Linked DNA regions of Mus musculus: all the other regions are linked to region 1. The links are chromatin contacts, called in public HiChIP or PLAC-seq and promoter capture Hi-C maps. All regions are on one chromosome and are shown on one strand. The core of a region is the stretch at or near the end of the contact, and the rest is flanking DNA. Distances in the headings are between cores, read along the strand shown. Region 1 holds the start of Vwa3a (von Willebrand factor A domain containing 3A). Region 2 overlaps Tmem159 (transmembrane protein 159). Region 3 holds the start of Rexo5 (RNA exonuclease 5). Region 4 holds the start of 4930505K13Rik (RIKEN cDNA 4930505K13 gene). Region 5 holds the start of Dcun1d3 (DCN1, defective in cullin neddylation 1, domain containing 3 (S. cerevisiae)).

Region 1 (5,239 bases), core at 6-2,505:
TAAAGGAAAATACAAGTTAATCCCTCCAACATACATCCCATGATGTTACCAGGTGAGAGCTTTTAAAAGAGTGACCAGAGAGGGATGAACAGACCCTACCAGCTCCAAAGAACTAATGGTAAGAAAACAGATACACCTACCCAGGCAGACAGACATACATGCCTTTCATCTCAGTACTCTGAGTTCAAGATTGAGTTCCAGGACAGCCAGGACTACACAAAGAAACCCTGTTTCAAAAAACTAAAACTAAAACCAAAGGAAAGGAAAACAGACATCCCTGTTGTGCTTTGATACTCAACAAGAGCCACACTCTAGAGATCTACAAAAGGTTTGCTGCTGGGTGTGGTGACGTGTGCTTGCAGTCCCTACCCTTGGGTGGCTGAGGCAGGAGTGGCTGCACATCACAAGCCTGACACACAGCTTTCTCCTCTCCCTCTCCTGTGGTCTCCATAAGCCATCCTGGCTTTCCTTGTAGCTCAGGTGGATCCAGAATGTGCTTAGTGGGCTCAATGAAAGAAGGCTTCCCTTGAAATGTTAAAAAGGGAAAACAAAACAAAACACCGAAAACCCTGTGTATCTCAGAAGCAAGGGAGATGGGGAAATGCCTTTCTGGGACCCTTACGTTTCAAAAAACAATGCCAAAAAGTTAACCAGCTTCCACCCCCACCCAACCCTTGTATCTAGGGCCTCACAGAATATAAGCTGGCCTTGAAATTCTGTACCCGTGACCTCCCACCTAGGATTCCCCTCAAGATGGGCACATGTGCTCCTGACCTTCATTCACATCACATCTCATAGCACTGTCATCCTGTCGTCCCCTCAAGCCTTTCTGACCTGCCCCTTGCCCGCCTTGTTGGTGTTGGCAAGAGTGCTACATGCCCTGAATTTGCACAGGGCATTTGCAACCCACAGAGCCTGACAATTACCATTTTCTATTTGGGAAGTTTGGTTGTTTTTGATCTGGCCTGGAATGAGCACCTCAAAGACAAGTCCCCAAGTCACCGGAGTTCCAGCTTCCGGAGCAAAAGGTTCCGGAAATGAAGACCAACTTAAGGGTGTCTGGAATGAGAAGAGCTTAGCCACTTGCTAGCTGGGGGACCCTGGGTGGAGCCCCTCATCTCTGTGTCTGTAGAAAGGTGCCAAGGAGTGTGAAACTGTGTGCCAAGTGCTAGTTACATCACAATCACTTGAGGCCATTGTTAAAGGGTCCTGCTGCACTGCAGCACAATCCCGGGCTACTCTCCTGAATGAGACCAGACCACACAGGTGAGTCCTCTTGAGTCCCTGGGTTTGGGAACTGCTGGAGTGAATGACCTTTGTAGCACCTGGCTGCGGAGACACTGACCTGCTGACTCCAGCTGGGCGTTGGCCTGGTGCTGCCAGATCTCCTAGGGCTGCTTCCCAATCCTCAGGGGAACTGAAGAGGAAGGCTCTTGGGCTTCCCTTGCATTGTTCCTCCATTCCGGCCACAAGAAGGCAGCAGGCAACAGGGCTCCACTGGCCTAAACCATACATAGACCTGGCTGACCCAGAGGTTCTAAAAGTAGAAAAGCAGGTCACATCCTGCCTTTATCAGGAAAAGAAACACAGATTAACCTGACAGAGGGACTTGCAACAGTCAAGGAGCCCCTTTATCCCTGGGGTGAGCAAGCTCTTTGCCTTTCCCTGCCCCAAGCTGGCGTGGTGCAGTCTGTTACCTTGGAGACCAGCTAACACTTATCTCACAGGCAAGCTGCTCTATAGCGTTTGTTTGGAGGAGCTTGGAGCAGAGAGGTCCTGCTGTGCCTTCTCCCAAAGATGGAGATGTAAATGAAGAAATGCAGATGGAGGTGAGTGTCACAAGGGTTGGCAAGTGGGGAGAGAGAATGGTTGAGCATTGGCCAAAAGAGAAAGATTTCTGTACTTGGTGCTGAGGATCTGAAACAGTGTGGAGACAGCAGGACTTCCATAGAGTTTCCACTGTGGGGTAACACGTAGGATTCTGGGGTTTCTTGGCAGACAGGGGGTTAAGGATGTTTGTAGAAGTAAGCACAGCTTGAGGATGGTTAGTGAAGTGTGTGTGTGTGTGTGTGTGTGTGTGTGTGTAGAGGTTTCCAAGGAGCAGAGCGGGTGACGGGTGGGGTTGAGAAGCAAGGAGTTGTTCTGAAAGAATGGTGAGCCTTGGTAACTCTTGGGTCCCAGAGTTACCAGGAACTTGGCAGGGTTCTATGCAAGAGCGATGGCTCACTCTGGTAACATGGACTGCACAGGAGCAGTGGAGTAACTGTAGTTAGATAACAAGGCCTAGGCGCTAGGAAGATGGCTCAGCAGGTAAGAGCACCGGCTGCTCCTCCATGGGACCCAGGCTCAGTTTCCAGGGACCTACTGCCCTCCTCTGGCCTCCTCCAGCACCAGGCACACACGTGATACACATACATATATACATGCAGGTGAGATGCTCAAACATTAAGTACATAAATCTTCTTTAAAAATTAAATCATGCACATAAAAATAAAATTTGAAATCTACAATAACAATAAACAGGCCCTGGGTCAATGAGCTTGCTCAGCAAATAAAGGCATTTGTCATCAACCTGACAACCTTGTTGATTCCTGGGACCCACATGGTGGAAGGAAAGAACCTCCTCCAAGCTGTCCTTTGAATACAGGTACATTGTGGCGTGTGCCTGCAGGTACACATATACGCACATACACACACATACGCTAAATAAATACATAAGTAAGTATAAAAAATGTTAGCCCTCTAGATTGCCTATGGGCTTTTCATGAATTAAATATTTGAGAGTTTCTTAGATTCAGATGTTAACCAACTGGGAAGGTAGCTGACTTCTTTTATCCAATAACTCTCATAACAATGCGCTTTGATCAAAACACTAATCTGCCCATGGGATCCCTTCATTCTCCTATGGTACCCCCCCCCAGTCACCCAGGGCAGTGCATCCGCAATGTACCCCGCTCCCTTGGCTGAACTCCATACCTGCATGGTCACAGAGGTTGGAAAACAAAAGCCAAGACTAACTGGAACCCTCAGATAAGAGCCTGCACTGGAAGGGAAAGGGGTGGGCACTGACTGGGGGCGATCCAGGCCTCCCACGGAAAGAACAGGCATCCCTTCAGGCTATCGGAGGGGCCCTAGGGTCTCGTGAGTTATGAGGATAGCTTTTTACATTTTTCCTCCAGGACAGGGTCTCACTATGTAGCTCTGGCTGCCTTGGAACTCACAAATAGACTAGGGCAGCCTCAGCTCACAGATACCTGCCTACCTCCGCCTCCTAACTGCTGAGGTTAATGGCAAGCACGACTAGACTTAGCAAGGACGACGGCATTGTTTGAAAGTTTCTTCCTCGTAGTTTAAAAGTATTTTCTCATAGAAGATCTACTTCAGTTTGTCCTTGGGGACATTCTGGAATTCTCCACTGCACTCCACATTCTGAAATTCCAGAATGCATCTGAAGGTATCTGGTAGACTTTTTCCTTGTGATAAAATTTAGAGCCAATACCCAAGATACAATTCACAAACCACATGAAACTCAAGAAGAAGGAGGACCAAAGTGTTTATACTTCAAACCTTCTTAGAAGGGGGAACAAAATACGCATGGAAGGAGTTACAGAGACAAATGTGGAGCAGAGACTGAAGGAATGACCATCCAGAGACTGCCCCACCTGGGGATCCATCCCATATACAATCACCAAACCCAGACAGTTTTGTGGATGCCAACAAGTGCTTACTGACAGAAGCCTGTTATCGCTGTCTCTGGAGAGGCTTCACCAGTGCCTGACAAATACAGAGGTGGATCCTCACAGCCTACCATTGGACTGAGCACAGGGTCCCCAATGAAGGAGCTAGAGAAAGTACCCAAGGAGAAGGGTTTAGCAGCCCCATAGGAGGAACAATATAAACTAACCAGTACCCCCAGATCTCCTAGGGACTAAATCACCAACCAAAGAGTGAGACTCATGGCTCCAGCTACATATGTAGCAGAGAATGGCCTAGTTGGTCATCAGTGGGAAGAGAGGCCCTTGGTCCTGTGAAGGCTCTATGCCCCAGTGTAGGGGGGAATATCAAGGCCAGGAAGTGAGTGTAGGTGGGTTGGTGAGCAGGGGGAAAGGAGAGGGGATAGGAGGAGGGGGTTTTCAGAGGGGAAACTAGGAAAGGGGACATTTGAAATGTAAATAAAGTAAATATCTAATAAAAAAAATTTTTATGGAAAAAAAAAAGATTTAAAGCCAAGGGACAGGCATATTACACGAGTTGACAGCAAAGGGCCTAGGAACCCAGTGGGTAGCAGGCTCTGTGGGTTAATGGTGAGAGCCCTCTGCCTCATCCCCACAGGGTCCTTGCTGCTGCTCTACCCTTCATGCAATAACTAGCTCTACGCATCCTTTCAAGCACAGCCGTCTATTGGGAAACATTACAAAGTTCTTGCCCTCAAGCCTCTTCAGCGGGAGAAAGGAGGCCAGACCATAACCACGGAGAGAGAAGGTGACCCGTGCAACAGAGGGCAGTGCAGCCACACACAGGGGTGCTATTGCAGTTAGGTGCTCACAGACAAGCTGCATTGGTACCCAGTCCTGAAAGGGAAGGCTATATCTTCTTCATCCCTGCCCCTCCCAGGATCAGCACACTCCATTCCCCAAGAGGCACTGCGAAAGATCATGGGGTGGATACCTGGGATGCTTGAAGGTACAGCTCATGCTCCAGTAACCTGGAAAAAGGAAGCCTCAATTGAGAAAATGCCTCCGTCCGATTGACCTGTGGGCAAGCCTGTGGAGCACTTTCTAATTAATGCTTGATGTCACCTCCAGGCAGGTGGTCACGGGTTGTATAAGGAAGCAGGCTGAACAAGCCCCAGGGAGCAAGCCAGAAAGCAGCGTTCCTCCATGGCCTCTGCTTCAGTTCTTGCCCTGGGTTCTCATACAATATAATCTGAATACAGTTCCAACTCCATCCACACTCCTCCCCGATCCTCCCTGCTCCTCCCTGTCAGTGTTCTTGTTTCACAGCCACAGAGGAGCAAACTGGATACTTATGGTGTTCTACATTTCTGTCACACTTGGCAAAGTATTCTCACAATGTCGTCTTGGCTTTTGACAGTGGCGTTAGTGGGCAGAATGGTGATTACAATTCCCGTCTCATTCTCAACCGAAAAGCCGAAAGTCCAGGGCTCTTGTGTTAAGCTTCATGTGGTCAGCCCTCATCTAATTGCTCACAGAGTCTCCCCAGAATTCAGTAGTTTAGA
Region 2 (5,432 bases), core at 2,641-5,140, 610 kb before region 1:
CATGCCTTGATCTTTGACATATTTGCACTTGATATGTTAATATTGTTTAAAGAGCTTGTTTCTGCCAAGCCATTTCTTAACAAACCAATAAAACCGAACACATACTGAAGAAAGACTACAAAGCAAACCAGAGCCTGTGCGATGATTTCCACTTCATTTACTGTGGTATTTTATTAAATATTTATTTGCTTCTTGCTGTTTTCTTTTTCTTCTACCTATTCCCATATGTCAAGATAGGCATTAGTCAGATGTCTGCTATTGTGACAAAAGACCAGAGACAATCATCTTTACAAAGGAAAAAGTAGGGCTCATGGTTTTGGAGGTTCTAGTGCAGAGTCCCTTTGCCCTGTTGGTTTGGGCCTTTGATGGCATAGCAGCACATCATGGCTGTTCACCTCATAGTGGCAGCCAGGGATCAGAGAGAGGAGGCTGGGGTCTAAATAGCCCCATAAGGGCAGTCCCCAATGACCTAACTTCTTCCTCTTAAGCCCCATTCTCTAAGCTTTCCCTCTGTCCCACTAGCACTATGGTCTGTTTCCACATGGACTCCGGGAAACACATAAAAACCATAACAATTTCTGTGTTGATTTCACAGTGGATCCTGAGTATTATGGGGCAGTAATTACTTTTCCTCTTTGCTGTGATCAAATACCCAAAAGTAGCAACTTCAGCGAAGAAAGGTTCATCTGGCTTACAGTTCACGGGGCTGCACCCCATTGTGGTAGGGATGGTATGGTAGCAAGTCATTGCTCGGGTGGTCACGAAGCATTTAGAAGACTGGAGCCTGAGCCTAGCTGACCACCTCAGAGGTGGCCCCGTGTAGGTACCAGTTGCTGAGCACATGAGACTTGGGGGACATCTCACATTTAAACCTTTTTTAGTTGCTAGGGACCACACCCAACTCAAAGCTGTTTATAAAAAGATTGGTGTGACGTGGAGAGGTCATCGGTTCGTTGAGTCAACAGTGGGGAGATCTTTGTTTTATTGTCTTGAGACAGGGCCTTGTATGTAGTCCAGGCTGTCTGCAAGATCTTTGTGCATTGTGAGGATCTGGAGCTCATGCGATTTTACCCCACTTTCCTTACTGTGAGCTGCTTTTTCAGAAGGATTGTCCCACACAGAGGTCTCTGTAGCTTTTCGTTGTACTCAGTACTTGATTAGAAAGTACTAAGTACTTTCTATACCTGTAGTACATGCAAATTCTAGGCTTGGCTCTGATTGGACAGATCAGGGCCATGTGACCAACCTTGGACCAATCGCGGTAGCCAGTATTCCATCTGCTCATGTGCCCTATGGATATGTAAGAGCCAGGAGTGGGGAGAGGGGACAGATCAGCTGCTTTGGTCCCACAGTTGGGTGGGTCCAAGTGACAAAAAGGAGCTTCTCAAAGGAATATCAGAAGAAAAGGAAGTTTGCTGGGGAGAAACAACTGACGCCATTGGCCCTAGCATGATGTAAAGCCCTCAACGTTTCTGCATCCTATGCTTTCCGGAAGCACTTGACCCTAAAGGGAGATCTATCCGTTAGAGACCAAGAATTCTTCCATGCTATCAACACCATAGGGTATTAGTTACTATTAGTAACAGTTATTGTTTATTGAACATCTCTTTACTTCATGTGAGGGTCTGACCTGTGTATACTGCTGACCAGCCCAACTGGGTTCTTAGGCTTCAGTTTTGGAGAGCATGGAGGTCCCTGGCTTTGCTCCCAAGATTGGGGTCAATTATCACTTGTATTTGTACTTTGTTTATTTATTACTGATTAATAACCTGCAACAACTATTGGCATAAAAGAACATAGCAATTTTAGCAGAGTTGCCCTGGATTCTTCTCTGAGGCATGTCTAGGGAAGGAGCTACATCCAAGTATACATGGCCACGGGTCACATCTAATTCCTTGAGGGCTACAGACTGAGGGCCACAGTTCCTTGCTACATGTCTGTCTCCTGTGACAGCTCACAAAGTGACAGTCTCTTGTTTTCAAAACACCAAGGAGAAGAGACTTAGCAATTACATGAATTACATTTCTTGCCATGTGTATACACAATCACATATATCTTGTCATGGTTCCTATTCTCTAGAAGTAAGTCTTGGGAATGCCCCACACTAAGGAGAAGGCAAGGGAACCAGAGATGGGTCACGGCTTCCCCTAGCATCTGTAAGAGACTGTGATGAGTGCACAGAATAGAGGTGAAGGGCTGATAAAGATGAGGCCACTGCAACTACAGAGATTAGGTAGGTATAGCTCTGTGACTAAAAGAATGACAGGCTGTAGGTGTGGCTCTGGCTATGGTGGGAGGTGTTCCTGGGGCACAGTGGCCCTAAGTCTTGAAGGCAGGAAAGAACTTAGTGTGGCTGGGCATGGAAAGAATGAGAGTGGAAAAGGAACAGAGATCCACACCACAGCACTGAGAGGGAGGCACTGCAGGCTCCTATATGGAAAAATGCTGTGGTCAGACATCCAGGTGTTCATTACTTTTTTTTTTTTTCTGTTTACCTGTCTCCCCTCTGCCCCTTTTCTCCTCCCTGTTTTCCTTCTCTCCTTCTCCCTCTGCCTCCCTCACTCACTCACTTGCTTCCTCATTCTTCCCTCCCTCCCCCCAGTTCCTCCCTCTCTCCCTTCTTCCTGATAGGGAACTTCTATAATGACTTCTATATAGTCAAATATGACTTCAAATTCTAGCTCCTTCTGCTCCAGCCTCTGTATAGTATAGATTATATTTGGATTATATTGTAATCTACGCCCAGATCAGATTTAGGATTGTTGTGACTCACAGCCAAAGGTCTGGGGACAGGAAGGCCACTTAAGAATCTGCAAAGGCTGGGGACACGGGATGGCTGTGGGTTTGGCTTACACTTGGCGGAAGGGGATGAAGATCTTTCTTGTGTGGACATCTAGAGGTGTTGGTTGGTTGGTTGGTGTAGGTGGAAAAGAAAAGGGGAACACAAAGTTGACATCTAGATATTTAGCTCTAACCAGTGGGTGGTGGTAGCTAGTGATACTATTTCCTGAGATGGGGACTATGTGGAAAAGCCTACATCCCAGATTGCCCCTATTAGTCCAGCTATGTCATCTGACACCAAGAAGATGTTCCAAGTAGATTGCTGGCTTAGAGCAGGGTCTCAGCTGGGACACAAGATTTGGGCATATTTACAGTGCTTTGCGCAACCCGTCCGGGGAGGCTTCTCAGCTACTAGGCAAGAGCTTTTCAAAACACATTTCTGATTATGTAAACACTCTTGCTCCAGACTCAGCCAAGTTCAAATGCTTTTCCACAGCACTTAGAAGCACTAGACCCTCCTGTTCATGAGCAGACCAATTGTTTTCCTCGGCCTGCTTATTGTTCTTAAGCATCAGCATTTAGTTCACAGAAAGGAAGCCAAGGTTTGGCGATTAAGTGACTCTCTGAATTCATCCAGGAAGCACGGCATCTAAATCAAGACTAGGTTAACTTAGCCTCATGCCATAGAAGCTGCTGGCCTTTTATACACAATCTGAAGAATAGCTCACTGGAAAGGCGACCAGGGCCCACGCAAGAGAACTTTAGCTTTACACAGTAAATAATTTTACCTTTCTGTCCAGAAAAGTTTGTTTTGTTTAGCTTTGAGCACTTGCTGTGTGCTGAGTGCTGTCTCCAGTCTGCATGCTTCCAGTCAGTGCAAACTCCTGTCCACTTTAAAGGGGAGGAAGTGTAAAGGTTGAGATCTTTGGCTGCCTAAGAGCAGTTTGGGATGTGGGACTCAAACACAGGTTGCCTGCTTGAAAAACTCACCCCCGGAACCAGTATGAGTTCCTCTACCTGCCTTTGAGGTCTTTTGGGGTAGGTATGTGTTCCCAGGCATGTGAAGTTCCCAGGCAGCAGAGTGTCCATGACCTTTGTTGTTACGTAGAATGGCTCCAGGGGTCACTGGTTTCATATTGTAAATGTTTAGTTTCCCATGGAGTAGTGCCCATAATAGCAGTGTGTCAAAAACCATCTCTTTGTGGCTTCCATTGAAACCATGGGTGCTGTAGCTTCCACCTGGAGATGGAGAGAGAGAGAGAGAGAGAGAGAGAGAGAGAGAGAGAGAGAGAAAGTGCCATCCTCCCCCACTCACCCGAAGTTTGTTTTTAAGCCAGTAGAGGGAGCCAACATCACAGCCAACTGAAGCCAGCCACCAGATTACAGACCAGCTGTGAAAGCAGAGCGACTGAGTGACTGGCCCTGCTTTGACTGTGGCAGGCACAGTGTGAGCTTTGGCACTGTCTACTCCCCGAGAAGCCAGGTGGAAAGCATCTTCTCCACCATCCCTGATGTCATCAGCAAGCCTGAGACCCAGGGAGGACAACAGTTGACCCAGGGCCATGCTGCAAGTCTCCAGTCTATAGCACTGACTTTGTGTCATGTTTCCTGGCTCCTGAGTTCAGGAGCTAAGACACTGCAGTACTATCTGGTCTGAACCAAGCTTCTTTTCATAGTTGGTCCTTGGTTTCTGTGGGTTCTGTGTCCTTGGATTCAACCAAGCATGGATGAAGAGTATCTGAAAGAAAAGTGTGTCTGTGCTGGACATTCACAGGCTTTTTATTGTTATTTCCTAGTTGATACAACAAGCCTTTACATAGCACTCACAGTTATTAGGTCTTAAAATCACTATTCTAAGTAATGAGGTATGTGTAGGTTTTATACTAATATGGCTTCTTCTATAAGAGTGTGGTGTGACTTTATCTGGAGAAACATGAGAAAATGTCTACTCTCAGATATGACATAACTGTTACTTCTAGGGGTTTGGATTGGGTTCGTTTTCTCTGCCAATTAAAGAATTAAAAGGCAAAAAAAAAAAAAAAAAAAAAAAAAAAAAAAAAAAAAAAAAACTTGAGAACAACGGGAAGCAGCAAAGGAAATCTGAGACTCAGCTGGTGAAGAAAGAATTTTATTAAAGGTAAGGAAATTTGAGCTCGAGAGCGCACACACACACACACACACACACACACACACACACACAGCAGACCAGTCTGATAAGTTCAAGGTCTGGTTAAACAAAGTTGTGGGTCTGTCAGCATCCCTTTGTTTAAACTGACCAACTCTAAATTAAGGAAAGGAGAATACCCCATCCCCATTCCAGCTAACCAAAGACCCTTAAAGCCCCCAGCCCCTCAGGCTTCAGGAGAGGGGCACGGGCGTGCGCGTGCGTGCGTGTATGCCTGTGAGTGTGTGTGTGTGTGTGTGTGTGTGTGTGTGTGTGTGTGTTGGGGGATTACTGGCCAGAAAGGAAGCCCTCTAGGTCTTTGTCTCAAGCTGCTAGGTCCTTTTCACAGGTCAGGATGGTAAGGAAGAAGCCAGAAGTTTGCTATCTTTATTATTTATCTGTGGCCCCCCTATTGTCTGTCTAACTTGTAGTCTAATGGCAGACCAAGAATCATGATTAAAATAGCCATGCTTGGTGAATCTGTGCA
Region 3 (5,169 bases), core at 2,430-4,929, 950 kb before region 1:
GAGCATTTATTACAGCTCTGCACTGTGGGGGACAGAACACAGAGGAGGTTCTGGCTGACAAAGTTTACCTAGTAAAAAGATTTAACGCGTACAGGCAAGAAATAGCGCCGACTTGAATTCACCATGGAAACAGAAACAAGGCTGGTAACTAAAGTTTCATAGAAATAAAAGACAGTGAGTTGTATTATTAGCTCTGTAAAATAAACTCTCTCTGGAGGTCAACCCCTGGCTTCCCCCTTCCTAGTGAGCTGCAACCCTTGACCTTTATGTTTATAGGGCTTTTCTGAGTTTTTCAGGATCCCAGTGAACTTTTATTTTATATTATTTATTTTTTTTAAGGTTTACTTATTGTTATATGTAAGTACACTGTAGTTGTCTTTAGACATATCAGAAGAGGGTGTTAGATCTCATTAAGGATGGTTGTGAGCCACCATGTGGTTGCCGGGATTTGAACTCAGGACCTTCAGAAGAGCAGTGAGTGCTCTTAACCACTGAGCCACCTCTTCAGCCCTGCAGTGGACTTTTAGAGGGGACACCATTTCTCCTAACACCTAATCAACTTAATTTCAAGTGGTATGTAGCTTTTATTTTTCTTTTACAAACTGACTTTTTGAGTATCTAAAATTTGCATCATACCTGGCTTTTTTTTTAATCATACCTGTTTTATCCCTGTCAGTTCTGTGCAAAATTCAGAAAGAATTGGATGTTCTTGAGGCTGAACGTAAGCATGAAACTCAGATTCAATCTCTCCAGTTGCTGTATTCAACAAAACTGCTGGAAATTCAACTAAATAAAAGAACCATGGGTTAATACTTAAATATATTTTATTTATTTTTTATTGTTTATTATTTATTTACTTATGTACTTATTTATTTATTTCTGGCTGGTCTGGAAACCTATATAGATCAATAGTTCTCAATTTGAGCCGGGCATGGTGGCACATGCCTTTAATCCCAGCACTTGGGAGGCAGAGGCAGGCGGATTTCTGAGTTTGAGGCCAGCCTGGTCTACAGAGTGAGTTCCAGGACAGCCAGGGCTACACAGAGAAACCCTCTCTCGAAAACAAACAAACAAAATATATCTCAATCTGTGGGTCACATATCCTTTGGGGTTCAAATGGCCCTATCACAGGGGTTGCATATCAGATATTTTATATTATGATTCATAAAAGTCACAAAACTACAGTTGTGAGTAGCAATAAAAATAATTTTAAGTTTGGGGGTCACCAAAAGATGAAGAACTGTATTAAGGGGTCACAGCATTAGGAAGGTTGAGAACCACTGATCGAGATTAAGCTGGTTTCAAATTTATAGAGATCCACCTGTCTCTGCCTCTTGAGTGCTGGGATTAAGGGTGTGTTGCACCATACCAGGTCTGAATATGTGAATTATCCTGAACATACACTGCTTTCATAATAGCATCATTAAAAAATCAATTCCCTTAAAAGCTTATTCCAATACCCAAAGCAGTGAGAAGCAAAGTTATAATAAAGCTGTGCCATGGAATAAGTCAGAATATCAAAAGTATGCCCATTTTGTTTTACAATTAAACATGAACACAGCATGAATTAAAATATACTTTACTATTGAAAAGCCTTTTTTTTTCCAGTTGTATCTAATCAAAGTTTTAAATGTAATCTTAAAACAACTAGCTACTTTGGATAATCACATTCAGGTATTTGGTATTTTATTCTTTTGTAGGTCAGAGTTTTTATATTAAACTACGAGCTTACAGCATTGTTTTCTTATTGGCTGGCTTATATCTAGGATGTTTAAGAAGACTCCTAGAGCACTAGCTTTGGCCACTGGCCATCCACACTCACTTATTTCAGGGCTACTGTGGTGCTTCCCATCATTCCAGCAGGTAGACTCAAAGTCAACGACAATTAAGTAGGCATACAACTGTTCTGCAAAAGACCACAGTGTTCTTAGGTTCCGACGATGTTCCAAGGGCAAGGCTTCAAACTGTAACGTAAGCGTGGGACTTACTCAATCTGCTCCCTCCTGGATTTCCACTTGCTGGTGTAACTGACTTTCTCCTAATTAATCCAAGCCGCCTAAAAATGCAAGACACAGGAAGATCAATAAACTCATTTACACTGCAGTTAGAATATGATATTAAAGTAATAGCCCCAAACAGATGGCAAAATCATCTCTAATGTACGGTAAGTGGAGCTGGGTGTGAGGGCCCCACACCTGGAGGCTCAGCAGTCAGCAGGCCACGGCCAAACTGAACTGAGGGACAGCTTACAGCACACAGCAGGACCCTGCCTCAAACAACAGCTGCATACTGACTGAAGGAAAGGAGGGCTAGACTTTAAAAGTCCTAGGTCCTTGTGCGAATGGCCATCCTCTCTTGAGTTTAGTGTCCATTTTACCTGAGCGGGCTTCACAAACACTACTCTTACCTGTTCACGTTTTATAGTAGTACCGAGGAATTGACTATAAAGATGTATTTTTCAAGCCTTTGCTATGTACCAAGGGGATGATGCCTGTGCTTAAACTCTAAAAATGGAGGGGAGAAAGATTACCAGAGTACTACTGAAAGGTAATCTATGATTAAAAACAAAAACAAAAACAAAACAAACAAACCTCCCAACAGCAATACACTGCAGTCCAAAGAAGGGAAGATCCCAAATGATGACGAATACAACTTTAAGTAGACAGACACCTGGAATAGTTATTTTGGCTATTTGAAAAAGACAAGACGTGAGGCCAATGTAGGGATTTGGAATGAAAAACTAACATTTACTAGTCACTTCTTCAGCAAATATTTAATTAGGATGGTGACTTCTTTTAAACAATTCTAGGTGGTAGACATGTCTGCAACCTGTATTTTATGCAAGAGAAAAGTAAATGATTTGCCTAAAGATGGCCATAGTATGTTAACCTTTGACAGGACTTTTCACGCTTGAATCCTATGCTATTCATTAATACATCAGATAGGGGTTTTGTTTTGAATCTGGTTTTGTTGTTGTTTTGAGACAGTCTCACTATTTAGCCATCGCCTGCTTGAACATCACCATGAGGACCAGGCTGGCCTCCAACTTTCCATGCTGGTATTGTAGGTCCATTCCACTATGCCTGGTAAGTTTGATACTGTGTCCACAATCTCAACAAATGTGTACAACGCATCCAAAAATCTGTGCACAGCATATTCCCCCCCACCCCCCCCCAAAAAACCTGAGAGAGTCTGTGGTAATTCTGACAATAAAACTGGACTAGGCAGGTCACTTGGGCGCAGTGGCACCTGCCTGAGAACAGTGTGCAGAGCTGTCACGTTCCAGGTCCCAGGGGTCTAGAATGAACAGACCTGATAGAGCATGCCACGGTAGGGAGGACCCGGGGTTTCTCGGGCTCCTCCAACTTGTCGCGAATGGCGACGTGGGGCCCGAGAAGACCAGGGCCCTTTTCAGATCCAGACCAAACGACTGCGGATGAACACCGCCCACCCTAAGGGGAACCCCCTAACGTACCGCGCCAGTCTCTTGGTCGCCATCCCCGGACCCTGGGTTTCGCAGAGTTCAACGGCCGGAAGTCGGACGCCCCCACTTCCGGTCTGTTTAAACGCCGGCGCGGCAAGGGAAGCGGGCGCTTGTAGAGCGGCGGCGGCCGTCGCCAGCGGTTTGTGGGCGTTGCATAGGGGGCGGTTCGGGACCCGGGGGCGTGGACAGAGGCTTGAGGACCGGGAGCCCCTCGCTCTGCGCACGACGCGCCTCAGGGAGCGCTTTAAACTTCGCGACGGCTTAAATTGAGGAAAGGAGGCGTAGGTCTGTGGCCTTTTTTGCGAGGGCCAAGAGTGGTAAACTGGTTTGAGCCGCTTCAAGAGACAAACCAACCGTCACTCCTGTCTAGCGCTTTGCTGGAGAGAGGCCGCGACACGGTTTCCTGGTCGCCGCGGGGTCCTCAGCTCCAGCTGATCTTTCCCCTACAGCCTGATGGAGCAAGAGAAGGAGGAGGCGAACTCCAGGAAGAGGAAGGAGGCCCCGAACTCCTCGGCCTCGGCTACAGAGCGGGATGGACCTCCTTCGCATATTCAGGACCGCGAGCCACAAGCCAAGGTGAGCAGAGGAGAGAGCCCAGCAGGCTGGCCCGAAGTCACTTGTGGCTGGGAGTCACTTTCGCCAGCACCCGAAGGGTCCCTGCCGAAGGGTAAGGGCTCACCCACTGACCTCACTCAACTCTGCTCCCTTGGTTGTACCACCTCGTCCAGGCTCTCTCCATAGTTTAAAACTGACTTAGTGTCTGGTACACAGAATATTCATTTAACAAACATTTATTAAGATCCGTATAACAAAATATTTCAGGAATATCCATGCACACCTAAACAGGATTCTCTTGTTTTTATACAATATTTATGAAGAAGTAAAAATGAATGGTCATTTTGATGGGGAATTTATCCTGGGGAAATGATTAGATGGAGGAATGATACCAGTAATAAGAATGTTTGCCCTAGTATTTGTATTTTTAAATGTTTCATCGAAAAGAGAATTTTAAATATAAAATTTTCATTACATATTTAAAAATGCACTTAGCCTGAACCATTTTCTCATGTTAAAGTTGTGGTTATATAACTGACTGATAGGGAAAAATATAGATTAGGGTGGGGATGGTTAGAAAGCAGATGGATGTTTGTAAAGTCCCCTGGGTTGGAAACGGTAGTCCAGAGATTAAAAAGCTTGATCTTCGGAGGCTGCATTCCCGCTGTGGCTTTTAAACCTCTTTCTTCATTTCTTTGTTGTAAAATGGGAGTATGGTGATCCCCACTTAAAAGTTCTAAGAAATGATGTAGTACAAAGAAATTTCTCAAAACTGTGTGGCTAAGAGTCAGCAGTGTGGCTCAGTAATAGAGGACTTGCCTTGCATGTGCCCAGAATTCAGTCCCTAGAACAGAAACTCAAAAAAGTGGTTAATAGTAAATACCTAACCTTAGCTCAAGGCCATTGTATAAGTTAGGGTCTCTATTGCTGTGATAAAACACCATGACCTCATAACCAAAATCATCTTGTCTAGGGATGGGTTTATCTCAGCTCTCATAGCCAGATCACAGTCCTATTCACAATTCTTCACTAGAATTCAGGTCAAGAGCCAGGAGGCAGTAACTGATACAGAGGCCAGGAAGGGAGGAGGACTGCCTACCACTTTGCTCCTCAGGACTTGCTCAGTCTTC
Region 4 (5,946 bases), core at 2,683-5,182, 580 kb before region 1:
ACAGTGTCAGAGATCTTGTATAGCACTCACCAGGCACTAGGTTCAATCCTCAGCACCACCAGAAAAGAAAAGCAACAACAACAACAACAACTAATTATTGTTGGGGCAAGACGAGTCAGAGGACAGAAATGCTTGCCAATAAAGTCTGGCTCCCTGAGTTCAGTCCTTGGAACTGTGGAAGGAGAGAAATGATTACTGCAAGTTTTTCTCTGAACTCTAGTACACACACACACACACACACACACACACACACACCATATACACAATACTAATAAATTAAATAATTTAAATACTTTAATTTTTATTTTTTTTATTTGTATGGTATTTTGCTTGCATATATGTCTGTGTACCATGTGCATATCTGAAGTCTTTAGAGGCCAGAGGAGGGTGTCAGATCCCCCAGGTCTGAAAATACCTGTGAAGTGCCATGTGAGTACTTGGAATTGAGCCCATCTCCTCTAGAAGAGCATTCAATATTCTTAAACACTGAGACATCTTTCCATCCCCTAAAAACATACAAACAAAAAAGTTTTGATATCCAATTTCTTGAGTTTTTTATGGAATTTAGATATTAGACCTCTTTTGGATGTGGGGTTGGTAAAAATCGTTTCCCATTCTGTAGGTTGCCTTTTTGATTGGCATTGTCCTTTGCCTTATAGAAGCTTTTCAGTTTCATGGGGTCCCATTTATTAATTCTTGATCTTAGTGCCTGTGCTATTGATGTTCTGTTCAGAAAGTCCTTATGTCAATTGAAGTCACTCTGTAGATTGCTTTTGGTCAATATGTTTAAGGCTGTTTCTCACATTCTGTTTTATCATATTCTGTGTCTGGTTTTATGTTGAGGTCTTGTATCCATATGGATCTTAGTTTTGTGCAGGGTGATAAATATGGGCCTATTTGCATTCTTCTGCATGCATCCACCCAGACTGACTAACCCCTTTTGTCGAAGATGCTTTCTTTTGCCCAATGTGTATTTCTGGCTTCTTTATTAAATGTCTGGTGTTCATAGGTGTGTGGATTTATGTCTGGATCTTTGATTTGATTACATTAATTAACATGTCTGTTTTTATGCCAGTGCCATGTGTTTTTTATTACTAAAGCTCTGTAGTACAATTGGAGATCAGGGAGGGTGATACTCTGGAAGTTCTTTTATCGTTCATATCATTGTTTTAGCTATCCTGGATTTTTGTTTCCGTATGAAGTTGAGAATTGTCCTTACAAGGCTTGCAAAGAATCATGTTGGGAATTTGATGGGGATTGAAGTCACTCTGTAGATTGCTTTTGGTAAGATGGACATTTTGATTATGTTAATTCTACCCTTCCTTGCACATGGGAGATCTTTCCACCTTCTGATAGCTTCTTCAACTTCTTTCTTCAAAGACTTGAAGGGTTTTTTTGTTTGTTTTTGTTTTTAATCATGTATGTCTTTTAACTTGCTTGGTTAGAGTTACCCCAAGATAGTTTGTATTATTATTATTGAAGGGTGTGGTTTCTTTGATTTATTTCTCAGTCCATTTGTCATTTGATATAGGAGAATTGCAAATATTTATTTATTTATTTATTTTAATCATGTATCCAGCCACTTTGCTGAAAGTGTTTATCAGCTGTAGGGTTTCCCTGGTAGAATTTTCAGGGTCATTTATGTATATATCGTATTATCTACAAATACTTTGACTTATTCCATTCCAGTCTGTAGCACTTTGATCTCCTTCTATTGTTTTATTGCTCTAGCTAGAGCTTCAAGTACTATACTGAATAGATATGAAGAGACTGGACAGCCACGTCTTCTTCCTGATGTTAGTGGAATTGCTTTGAGTTTCTCTCCACTTAATTTGATGTTGGCTATGGGCTTGCTGTAAATTGCCTTAAGTCTAGGTATGTTCCTTATATCCCCAGTCTCTCCAGGACTTTTATCATGAAGGGCTGTTGGATTTTTGTCAAGATGTGCTGGGGCAATGGTGGCATAGAACTTGTGGGAATGGCCAGTCAATGTTTAATTTAACTTGAGGCCCAGGCACACATGCATAAGAGGGACCCCATACCCTGCACTGCCTGGATAGGTAGGAACTAGAAACTAGATAGCCTAGAGACCTAGGGTAGAACCAAACATGCCAGTCAATAAATAAATATTGATTCCTAATGATATTCTGCTATATTTATAGGTCAGTGCTATGTCCAGTTGTCTTTAGAGAGGGTTCCTCTGGCAGCAGACCGGAGCAGATACAACGACCCACAGCCAGACATGCAGAGTCTAACTTGGAGGTCTTCGTCAGGTCTCTCCTCTTGGAGATCTGGTGACTTCATGGAAGAGGATGAGGAAAGATTATAGGAGTCAGAAGGGATAGAGGACAGCAGGAGAACATGGCCCATTAAATCAACTAAGATCTCATATGGACTCCCAGAGACTAAAGTGGCAAGCAAGCATGGGGCCTGTGAGTGCCTGCACCACCTCCTCTGTGCATATGTTATGGCTGATAGCTTGGTGTTTTTGTTAAACTCCTAACAATGGGAGCAGTATGTCTCTGACTCTTGCCTTCTCTTGGGACTCTTTCCTTCTGTCAGGTTGCCTTGTCCTGCCTCTATCTGAGGGCTTTTTGCCTTGTCTTACTGTATCGTGCTTTGCCAAGTTTGGCTGTCCTTTCTTGGAGATCTGCTCTTTTCTGAAGTGGAGATGGAGGAGGAGTGGATCTGGGAGAAGAGGAGTGGAGGGAAGGAAACTGAGGTCGGGATATGAAAGAAGAATCTATTTTCAATTAAAAATACTTTTATTTTTCCTATTAATGAAACGTATAGTTTTGTTTGTGAAATTTTCAGGAGGTTGCAGGAATGGAGAAAGGTCTTATATGCTGTGTTAGTTAGGGTTTTATTGATGTGAACAGACATCATGACCAAAGCAAGTCTTAAAAAGGGCAACATATATTTGGGGCTGGCTTACAGGTTCAGTCCATTATCATCAAGGCTGGAACATGGCAGCATCTAGGCAGGCATGATGCAGGAGGAGTGGAGAGTTCTACCTCTTCATCTGAAGGCTGCTAGCAGAATACTGGCTTTCAGGCAGCTAGGAGTAGGGTCTTAAAGCCCACACCCACAGTGACGCACCCACTCCTACAAGGCCACACCTCCAAATAGTGCCCCTCGTTAGGACAAGCATATACAAACCATCACACATGCCTAGGCCCTAAGCATGTCTCATTGCCACTTTAGCATCCTCATGTGAGATCTCTGTATAAAAGGAATATTGTTTCCATATAGGTGACCGTAACAGCTCATTTTGTCAATTGTGCAGGAATTCCTTAGTTTCAGCTGCTGAGAGAGTCCAGAGGGAGGGTTCCTTCCCCTCCTTGCATCCCCTAATGTTCCTGCCTTTCTGTCCTGCCTCCTCAGTCTTGGTGTGGGTGGCCTTGTTTTATTGAGTGTTCATCTCTACCTTCTCACTCGAGGCCTCCATGGGTTCCCATCTCCTCTAGTTCTGATGTTAAATGTCCAGCCTCTGGAGTCAGCTTAAGGTCTGGCAGGGCTTTGGGTTACAAAATGAGGCTTTTTGTCTCCAGGTCTGTCCTGTCTGATTTCCTCCTGTTCTTGTTCTTTTTTTTTTCTCCTTTGTGGCTTTTTAAATTAAAGTTCTAGTCCCTGAAGTTGCACCTCTTGCCTGAAGCTGTCATCGGTGATAGATAATAGCACCGTGTTTACCTTGACAAAAATGAGAAAATAAAATGAGAATGGAGGATTGTTTGGCCTATTAGTGTTAGCATTTTTTCACGATAAAAAATAATAAGCTGTTTAGCTGGTAAAAATATGAAATAAAACAACTTTTTATAAGGCATCTGACAGTGCTCCTTGATACCCCCCAGAATCTGTGTGTGAAGTAGGCTGGATGTAAGGAGACAGCTTTCTCTGAATGGTGAAAACTGACAGTTGACTAACTGCCCACCAGAGCAGGATTCCAGCCCGGGACAGTGAAGACTACAACGGGCCTGGGAAGCCCCGGTGCTGTTAAAGCTCAAGCAAAGGTCATTGCTATGCCCGTCAGCTTTTCATCATAAGTACCCAGAGTCTATTAAGTTTCTTCAATTTAAGGATTAGTGTTTTGCTTATATAATATCTTTAAAATCCTACACCCACTAAACCAAACACACCCACAGGCCATGTTTATACCACCAACGAAGGGCATTTGATTCCCAGCATTATGGAGACCATGTGGATTGTGGCCAAGATGCAAGTTCATCTAGTTAGCAGCTGCAGCTCCTCCTTGCTAAATTCGGAGTCAGGTGAGTCAGATGCATGTAAGCTTGGTCCCAGGAGGCAGAGGCTTATCCTACAGAGGTCAGCATCATCACAGTTTCAGGTAAGACCTGGGACAAGAGGGGGGAGGGGAGGGGGAGGGGAGAGGGGGTGGACAGGGGTTCCTGTTTTCTCTGGTTCTAGTTGTTTTAGGTTTTGGGCTTTCCATTCTCTTTATGGTTCATGTACACTCCCACTCCCAATGGCTGACTTCAGTTGCATCTTGTATCAGGTGCAGGAAAAAAAAAAGTCGTAGTGATAAATCCCTTACCCTGGTTCTTCCAGTGAGGTCTGCTTCGGTGCTCAAGCCTGATTTGGGGCCTGTTTGTGAGCCCCATAGTACAGGTGTAGACTTGCAGACACTCAGGGTCACCATTGTTTCTGCAGTTTATTTAGAGCTTTGAGTTGGAGCTTTGAGTGAGGGCTCAGGTCATTGATTTATATAAGTGACTCACTTGTGGCAGAATGCTGTTGATTGAAATTTCCAGGTCATAAGGCCAGTGACAAATGAGGAAGGAGAAAAAAATGTGAAAGGAAGGGGGGAATTTGTCCTGCCAACAAAGCCAGCTCGTTCATTAGAATTTAAATTCATTGTCCTTGCTTAGACTAGCCAGTATTCAAATTTTAAAGGATTTGTTTTTTGAAGCCTTTAGAAAAGTCCCCACTGTTACAATGTATGCCATCTGGGATTTGGCATTTATAAAATGTGCTGTTAAGAAACGCCAAGAGATTCCTCATGTAAACCAGATGGTACAATAACAATTCTGTCTTTATTTTTTCTGGCAGAAAAAAATGGGGCTTTCAGTAGCTTGAAACTTATGTGACTAAATTAAGCTCTATCAATACTTGAGGGGCATTACAATTTCAACAGGCAACTTATCCACCTAAATATTTTCATCAGTGTTTTTGTTTGCAGAAGAAAAAGTAAAAAATGAAGACAATGCTTCCCCTTCATTGCTTGTGTCTGTGTTTTTAAAGCAATGGAATAATGTCACCAAGGCCTTCACTGTATGAGATGTATGTGTGTAAATCAGCAGCGGAGATGCTGGGATCGCTTTTGATTAGGGAAATCCCATCCCAAATAGTTTAGACTTATTAGCATCCTAAAGAGAAAACCATCCATCCTTTTCTGGGCAAGGCATTGACTGTGTCTTTCTCTCAAGATTTCTCAGAAGCCAAGTTTATGTACCAAGCTGCTGGCCATGCTGTCCTTGCCCTGGCCCAGCTCTGTGGGTTTTCCATGCAACAAGGGCACTTTTGTTATCCCTTTAAGCCCCCTTTATCTCACTGCTTTCATATCCGTTAAAATTCATAAGATCCTCATTAGGTGGGGTAATCTTGTTAACAGCTGTGTTCCTCCCGTCTTTCTTTCCCTTTATTTCACAGGATGTGCTTCCCCACCAAAACCCATTTCTTCTGTAATTAGTCATGAATAGTAGTCAGTAATCAGTCGTGAATAGCCTCAAAGAACAAACTCAGTCTGCTTTGGAAACCAGATTTCTTAGATACAGAGGCCAAACTCATTACTGGAAATATGTGTTTCTAGGCCACACGGTCCGTTTAATTTCTTTCCCAATTAGCTACAAAATACATTTTCAAAACAACAAAGACATTTGATTTACATTTGCTAACGTGGCTTTTTCTTGGGAGTAGATTGGAAGTACT
Region 5 (5,602 bases), core at 1,845-4,344, 840 kb before region 1:
CCTCTCAAATACACAGCTCAAAAGACTGATTCAAAGAATGCTACAGTCACTTTTGTGAGGTTGAGAAGGGAAGAAAAATACTATTTCATCTTCGCCTAATGTGATACAGCACAAGAGGGCCAAATCCAAGCGATATATTGATAAGGCCTCTCTGTTGAACATAAGGTTGAACTGGAGATGAATGCCCCCAACGGAAGGCAAAAGTAGTGACACCCGAGTTACTGCCAACCCAAAGATGGTGACAGAATGGAAATGGGCCCCACAATAGTCCTTATCTAATGTAATCCAGAGTGAACTTTTAGTACCAACCTACCTCTCAGTGGAATATTATTACTCACTAGGAGGCCAAGGCAAGTGCAGAACTATTGCAACACAAATGCTGCCTGGCCAAAGCAAAAAAAAAAAAAAAAAAAAAAAAAAAAAAGAAAAGAAAAGAAAGAAAGAAAGAAAGAAAGAAGCTCAGCTTTGGATGGTCATCAGCAGAATTAACACATGCCCAGTTCTTTACCCTTAAGTTTACACGGAGATGGAAGATATAGGACACATTCAAAGTACTTACTATGCATATACAGCAAAATATTTTACGGGACCAGGTATGCCCTCTCCTCTCAGCTAGGTGAGCTCCCTTTGTCTCTAACAGTCCAAAAGAACGTGCAAAAATAATCATAAATGCTCTAGGAAGGGCAACAGAATGAACCAAAAGGACTCTTTCTGTTTCTCCTCCTCCTTACTCATCTTTCTTTCGTCTAACTAATAAGCCCCAACTCTACTCTTCTGACCCTATTTCTTTCAACTTTTTACTCCCTAAATCTACACCCCACCCCCACTCTCTTGTCCCTAGAACTTGCCAAGTTCATTCCAGTGAGTTTCTGCACAAGCTGTTCCCTAAACCTCCAAGAGTTCTCCCTTCATCTCTGCATGGCTGGCTCCTTTTCGTTTAAAGTTCTGTTTAAGCAGGAAGGTCTCCCTCCATTGCGTTCCAGGCACACACTCTAGCCTATCACTCATTTTTCTCCAGCATTCAATCAAGATCAGATTTGCTGACAATCAAAATCAGATTTGCTGATTTATCATTTCTGTCCTCACCTCCCACTCTGATAAACTCCTTGAGAGAGGACCCTTTTTGCTTGTGTTCACCTTTGTACACTCACTGTCTGAAACACTGGCTAGCACTTTAATAGCAGTTTGAATGAATTTTGGACTTGTCATTGAATGACAAACTAGGTTCCAAATGAATTAAAGTGAGACAGCTAGCAGTAACTCTTCTGCTATATTTCTGTAATAAACATCATTACTTGTACAATCAAGGCGTCAAGTCTTCTGTTTTATCGGGCCCTGATAAATGCGATGGGACTCTCTTCCCACCATCAGAACATCTGCTATGATAAGCCTAGTGATACTGCACAACAAATTCAGTTAAAGAGCAACACGTTTGCACTTTCTAGTCAAAGGACCCCTAAAATCTCGCACTCTTTCTTAACGCATAAAGTTTCTTAAAAGACAGTTCCATAATTAACAGAGAATTTCTTCTTTTAAAATGTATCAACACCAAAACAAGATTCATTAACACTTCACTCTGGAATCTCTGACAGCCTAGAAGAGGCACTACTTACTCATGATGGGGTGTTTGTTTGTTTGTTTGTTTTTTAAACAATATGAGAGAGTTCTTTCCAATCAGTCTTTCTTTTTTTTCAGACATTTCTATACCCATTATGCACTGTGTTTTGCTAAAAGCATAAGCACATATCACACTGTCTCTTCTACGACCACCTATACACAAGGCATCGGCTAAATAAGATAAAAAAATCAAGCTGATTGTAAGACATACAAATCGAGACAGGCATAAAAGAGCTATTGTCCAACTGTAGAAACAAAAACAGTAATATAGGGTTTTCTGTTCTCTGAAGTGCATCATGAAGTGTGGGTGGAGAGAAACACAGAAATCCAGAATTAGCCTAACATCAAATCATTTTTGGAAAGAGTTGACAACATGTAAATTCCTCACATATAAAGTATTTAGAGCGAGAGACCTTGATTCCTGGGCTATGAAGCCACTTATGATGCCTTGGAAGAGCTCTGGAATTCTAGTATTCATAAAAGAAAATGTTCATTATAATCGGGAGCCAGGCGGCGTTGTGAGGTACTCCCCAATGTGACACAGACCATAACTGAAGTACTACAAAGCTTGCAGTTAGGAGCTGGGATAGAGGCTGAACACCAAATTCAAAAGAGGTAGCTGAGGTACTAAGTGCCACAAAGGGGAGAGGGTGTCCACGACTGCCACTTAACCACAGAGAATTAAAGTATGAAACAGAGGTGTGTATGAGGGGAGATAAGAGATGGGGATGGAAAAAACAATACATTTGTCATCCCGTCCCACTTCCTAAACAGGATATAGGCAAACCCTCCAGCCCCATTACCTCAGGCACAGATGGTTATCGTTTATAGCAAAGGTGCACTGAAAGGCCTTCAGGTCTGAGCCCCTTAATTCCAGAGCTGTTAACGATTACAGAAAAGGATGGGGGTGGGGAGAAAAATCAGGGAGGGAGCTGCAGATTCACCCACCACCTCCCCCTTGGGCTCCTACCTCACGGCTCTTACCCTGGACTTTCAGCTCAGAGTCTGCAGACCCTCCCCGGGGATCTACAGCCCCAGGTCCCCAGGCCCGGGATTGAGGGGTGCTGGCGATGGACAGGCAGGGACAGTAGGTAAGTTTTCGGAGCCTTGCGCTTGACAAGCCACAGGCTCCCCTCACAGCCTCTTCTTCCAGAGGGACCAGTCCAGACAAGGCGCTGATATGCACTCCTCCCTTTCCACCACCACCCCCTTTCTCGAAGGAACCGAACCCCCGCCCCTTCATCTCTCAACGCTCCCCCCTTTTCCTCAACTCCCCCCCTCCAAACTCACAGCTGCTCCAGAGGTTCCTCCAGTCAAACCCTTTCTGGAAACGACGGCGGCCCGGCGGGTCCAAACTACCTACCATCCCCGCTTGCGTTTCCAGGCTCCCTACCCCCGCCGCCGCCGCCTTTTCTGCCACCGCGGCCGCCGCCTCCTCCTCATCTGCAGCCCACCGGCGGCGGCCGCCCCGAAGCCCCGCCCCCTCCATTGCCTCCTGCATCATCACTTCCGGTAACCCCGCCGGCCGCTGGCTCGAGGAGGGAGAGAATGGGAGAGGGGCGGGGACAGGAACGAGGAGGGTGACGTCACGACGTACGCGAGGACGTCCGAAGCCGTCTCCAAGTAAGGGCAAGGCGGGGAGCGGCGGAGGGTGGGCTAGGAGCTGGGCCAGGCCATTTTCTGACTAGAAATGGGGCAAGGGGATAACGAAAGGGTGAAAGGGAAGGCTGGAGGAGAGGGAGGTTAGCTCAGTTGTTGAGTGCGGCGGGGAGTCGGCTAAATCTGGAAGTTTCAGGAGGTTTGAGACGACCTCTAACCTGGGCCTCATGCTAACACAGCGGTCCGCCCGGTGGTTTGGCCCGGCCTGGCCTACTGGACCTGCTGGATACAGCCCGGTGTGGCCAAGGCTCGGCAGAGCTCCTGGCACCGCCTCTTCCCAGCCGGCTCCTGTGGGTGGGGAAAAGCAGGAGTGACGCTGAGTGAGTGTAAGGATGGAGACGCCGGCTCCAGTCGCGGGGGACTGGGGAAAGGGGTTGGCTTCCCAGGGCCAGGGATGAGATGCCGGTGTGGGGTTGCTAGGAGACGCGCCTGTATGACCCCAGCCTCGCGAGGGCGACTGGTGTCATCGCTGCTGGCCTCGGGAGACCTGCCTAAGGGAACTGGCACGTGGGAGAGATCCTGCCTGGGACCCTTCAGACTTTTCGATTATAAATGGAAGGCGACGGGGCAGTTGTAGGAGGCTGGAGAGGTGCTGGCCTTGAGAAAGGCCACCCAAACGATCCCGGATGTAGGAATCAGACTTCAGGTGATGATGAAGGCTAGTTTCATTACTAAGATGAGCAAATGACAAAATGAAGGAAGTCTTGTTTCTGAACTTTTCATTAATAAGTAAATGAATGCAGAGAATAGCAGCTGCCCCAGAAGCTGAATGGTGTGGTGAGAAGGCCTCTTCCAGGTTTAAGAGGAAAAGAGAATGGGAGAAGGAACTGCCTTGTGGGTAACATTTTAAACAAAAGGCAGACGAGAAAGAAGTCTTGGAGTTGCAGAAATAGCAAGGTTTTGGCCTTTGTATTACTTCCCTGAAGTGTAATGAATGACCAAACCTTAATTTACATTTAAAAAAATTGCTGCTGGATAAAAGAAGGTAGTTAAAGGGCTGTTGCTAAGGCCATGAGAGATGACAGTGGTGGAAACATGGAAATTAAGAGAATTGATTCATAATGTATTTGGGAGCTTGAGCATTCCAGACTGAATGCTGAACTGGATACGAAATGTATGGGAGAATGTGAAACCAAAGATGTTTCTCTAGAGAAAACAGTTTGGGAAGGAATCTCCTATGCTCTCTGGAACGTATGTCCAGAGTCATTTTACAGCCCATGAAGATGTCCAGAAATGAGACGGACAAGCTGGAAGACAAGTCATGGTTGGAGATAATAAATGTGGGGTTTATTCCTAGACCCTGGAATAGGTAGTAGATGAGAAAGAGCCCCAAATTCTTTAGATCTCACATTTAGAGACCACCAAGAAGGGTACAAGCCAGTAGGAAGCTCAATAAGAACACCTCAAAAATAAGGAGTCCCCCTTAATATCGTTAAACAATAGTATCCACCCTCACAATCAGTGAGAGTCACCTTTTGAGGGCCTCAAATCTCTTCCTGCTCTCCCAGCTGTCAAAGCTTTTGGACTTGGTGTACAAGAATGTGTGTGCACTCCTGATTTCCTTGATAAATGTTGGTTTACATGAGCCCATTGGGATCTATTTTGTCATATCTTCGTAGGAACACCTTATACGATACCAGCCCTGGAATTCTTGTTTGGTTTGTTGTGTGATTGTGCATGTTTTCTTTCTCATGTGTTATAGACCGAGCTAGCCTCAAACTCAAGAGATCCACCTGTCTCTGCCTCCCTGTCTGGAGGGCTGGAATTAAAAGGTGTGCACGACCACACCCATCTCAGCCTTGGAATTCTTACAAAAGGAGTTTTGTCCCTGCTGCTACCGATGCCACTCACATAGTGAATCTCAATGAAAAGGGTATCTGAAGGGCTGGGTTTCATTCTTGGATCTGCTGGGTGGCCTTGGAAAAGGTCCTGTTCTTCGAATTGATAGGGTTGGCCTAGATTAAAAGTTGCAAGCTGGCAAGACAGATAATGCCTGCAAGCATAGTGTTCAGCCCGCAGCATGATTTAAATTCTTCTTTCTTAGACTATGCTTGCCAGTTTTTAAAAATTGAACATCAGAATCCAGATTTTTGGCTTCATTAGGAAAATCGGACAGTCTGGCAACACCAGTCTGAGGTTCCTAGAATCCTACACAGCTGAAACTGCAGAGTTGCTTATCCTTTGTTTGTGGCTTATGCCCCAAGTGAGCCATAAGCATCTCCCCTCACACCCACTCCCAAGCTGACATTTGATTTGTAATTGACCTGAGAACCTTGCTGTCTGTATGTAGCTACTTAACACATGTGACTAAGTTTAAATAACAGTT

Evidence for each region. Promoter capture Hi-C pulls out the DNA fragments that hold promoters and counts their contacts. HiChIP or PLAC-seq counts read pairs in DNA pulled down with a chosen protein or histone mark. Capture Hi-C pulls out chosen DNA fragments and counts their contacts.
Region 2: a promoter capture Hi-C map of hippocampal neurons shows a contact between it and region 1, with 2.2 times the contacts expected there. The contact joins the enhancer-like site here to the promoter of Vwa3a in region 1. A contact is called at or near these places in 12 of 39 promoter capture datasets (the 3T3-L1 cell line, 3T3-L1-derived adipocytes, the C10 cell line and 7 more), 10 of 484 Hi-C or Micro-C datasets (B cells, adipose-derived mesenchymal stem cells, cerebellum and 7 more) and 2 of 115 datasets of contacts at active chromatin or transcription factors (astrocytes and fibro-adipogenic progenitors).
Region 3: a promoter capture Hi-C map of neural stem cells shows a contact between it and region 1. The contact joins the promoter of Rexo5 here to the promoter of Vwa3a in region 1. A contact is called at or near these places in 13 of 39 promoter capture datasets (the 3T3-L1 cell line, 3T3-L1-derived adipocytes, the C10 cell line and 9 more), 1 of 115 datasets of contacts at active chromatin or transcription factors (bone marrow-derived macrophages) and 2 of 9 other capture datasets (adipose tissue and liver).
Region 4: a contact with region 1 is called in an H3K27ac HiChIP or PLAC-seq map of embryonic stem cells, with 3 times the contacts expected there. The contact joins the promoter of 4930505K13Rik here to the promoter of Vwa3a in region 1. A contact is called at or near these places in 1 of 39 promoter capture datasets (second pharyngeal arch cranial neural crest) and 2 of 115 datasets of contacts at active chromatin or transcription factors (both in embryonic stem cells).
Region 5: a promoter capture Hi-C map of adipose tissue shows a contact between it and region 1, with 2.3 times the contacts expected there. The contact joins the promoter of Dcun1d3 here to the promoter of Vwa3a in region 1. A contact is called at or near these places in 5 of 39 promoter capture datasets (the 3T3-L1 cell line, the C10 cell line, cranial neural crest and 2 more), 1 of 484 Hi-C or Micro-C datasets (adipose-derived mesenchymal stem cells), 1 of 115 datasets of contacts at active chromatin or transcription factors (large pre-B cells) and 1 of 9 other capture datasets (adipose tissue).

Annotation. Positions count from the first base shown.
Region 1 is chr7:120,738,302-120,743,540 of GRCm38.p6, forward strand. It overlaps Vwa3a (von Willebrand factor A domain containing 3A), which reads left to right and starts at 1,256. Exons shown (of 34, transcript NM_177697.3): 1 at 1,256-1,642; 2 at 1,728-1,829. The coding sequence starts at 1,810.
Region 2 is chr7:120,120,796-120,126,227 of GRCm38.p6, forward strand. Tmem159 (transmembrane protein 159) reads left to right here. Exons shown (of 5, transcript NM_145586.1): 5 at 1-191. Among named protein-coding and RNA genes, the nearest start is that of Tmem159, 21 kb to the left of the region's middle. Within about 2 kb of position 3,891, at least 53 of the 459 cell types and tissues checked have an H3K27ac peak or open chromatin away from gene starts, as enhancers often do. A contact at or near this core is called in fibro-adipogenic progenitors, hippocampal neurons, muscle stem cells and 2 more, where this site is marked.
Region 3 is chr7:119,790,443-119,795,611 of GRCm38.p6, forward strand. It overlaps Rexo5 (RNA exonuclease 5), which reads left to right and starts at 3,680. Exons shown (of 20, transcript NM_001370778.1): 1 at 3,680-3,769; 2 at 3,934-4,060. The coding sequence starts at 3,938. It overlaps Eri2 (exoribonuclease 2), which reads right to left and starts at 3,616. Exons shown (of 9, transcript NM_027698.5): 1 at 3,476-3,616; 2 at 1,989-2,056; 3 at 1,823-1,906; 4 at 659-786. The coding sequence starts at 3,498.
Region 4 is chr7:120,152,183-120,158,128 of GRCm38.p6, forward strand. 4930505K13Rik (RIKEN cDNA 4930505K13 gene) reads left to right here and starts at 3,933. Exons shown (of 3, transcript NR_130979.1): 1 at 3,933-4,010; 2 at 4,143-4,268.
Region 5 is chr7:119,892,651-119,898,252 of GRCm38.p6, forward strand. It overlaps Dcun1d3 (DCN1, defective in cullin neddylation 1, domain containing 3 (S. cerevisiae)), which reads right to left and starts at 3,095. Exons shown (of 3, transcript NM_001163703.1): 1 at 2,908-3,095. It overlaps Lyrm1 (LYR motif containing 1), which reads left to right and starts at 3,211. Exons shown (of 4, transcript NM_001285959.1): 1 at 3,211-3,240.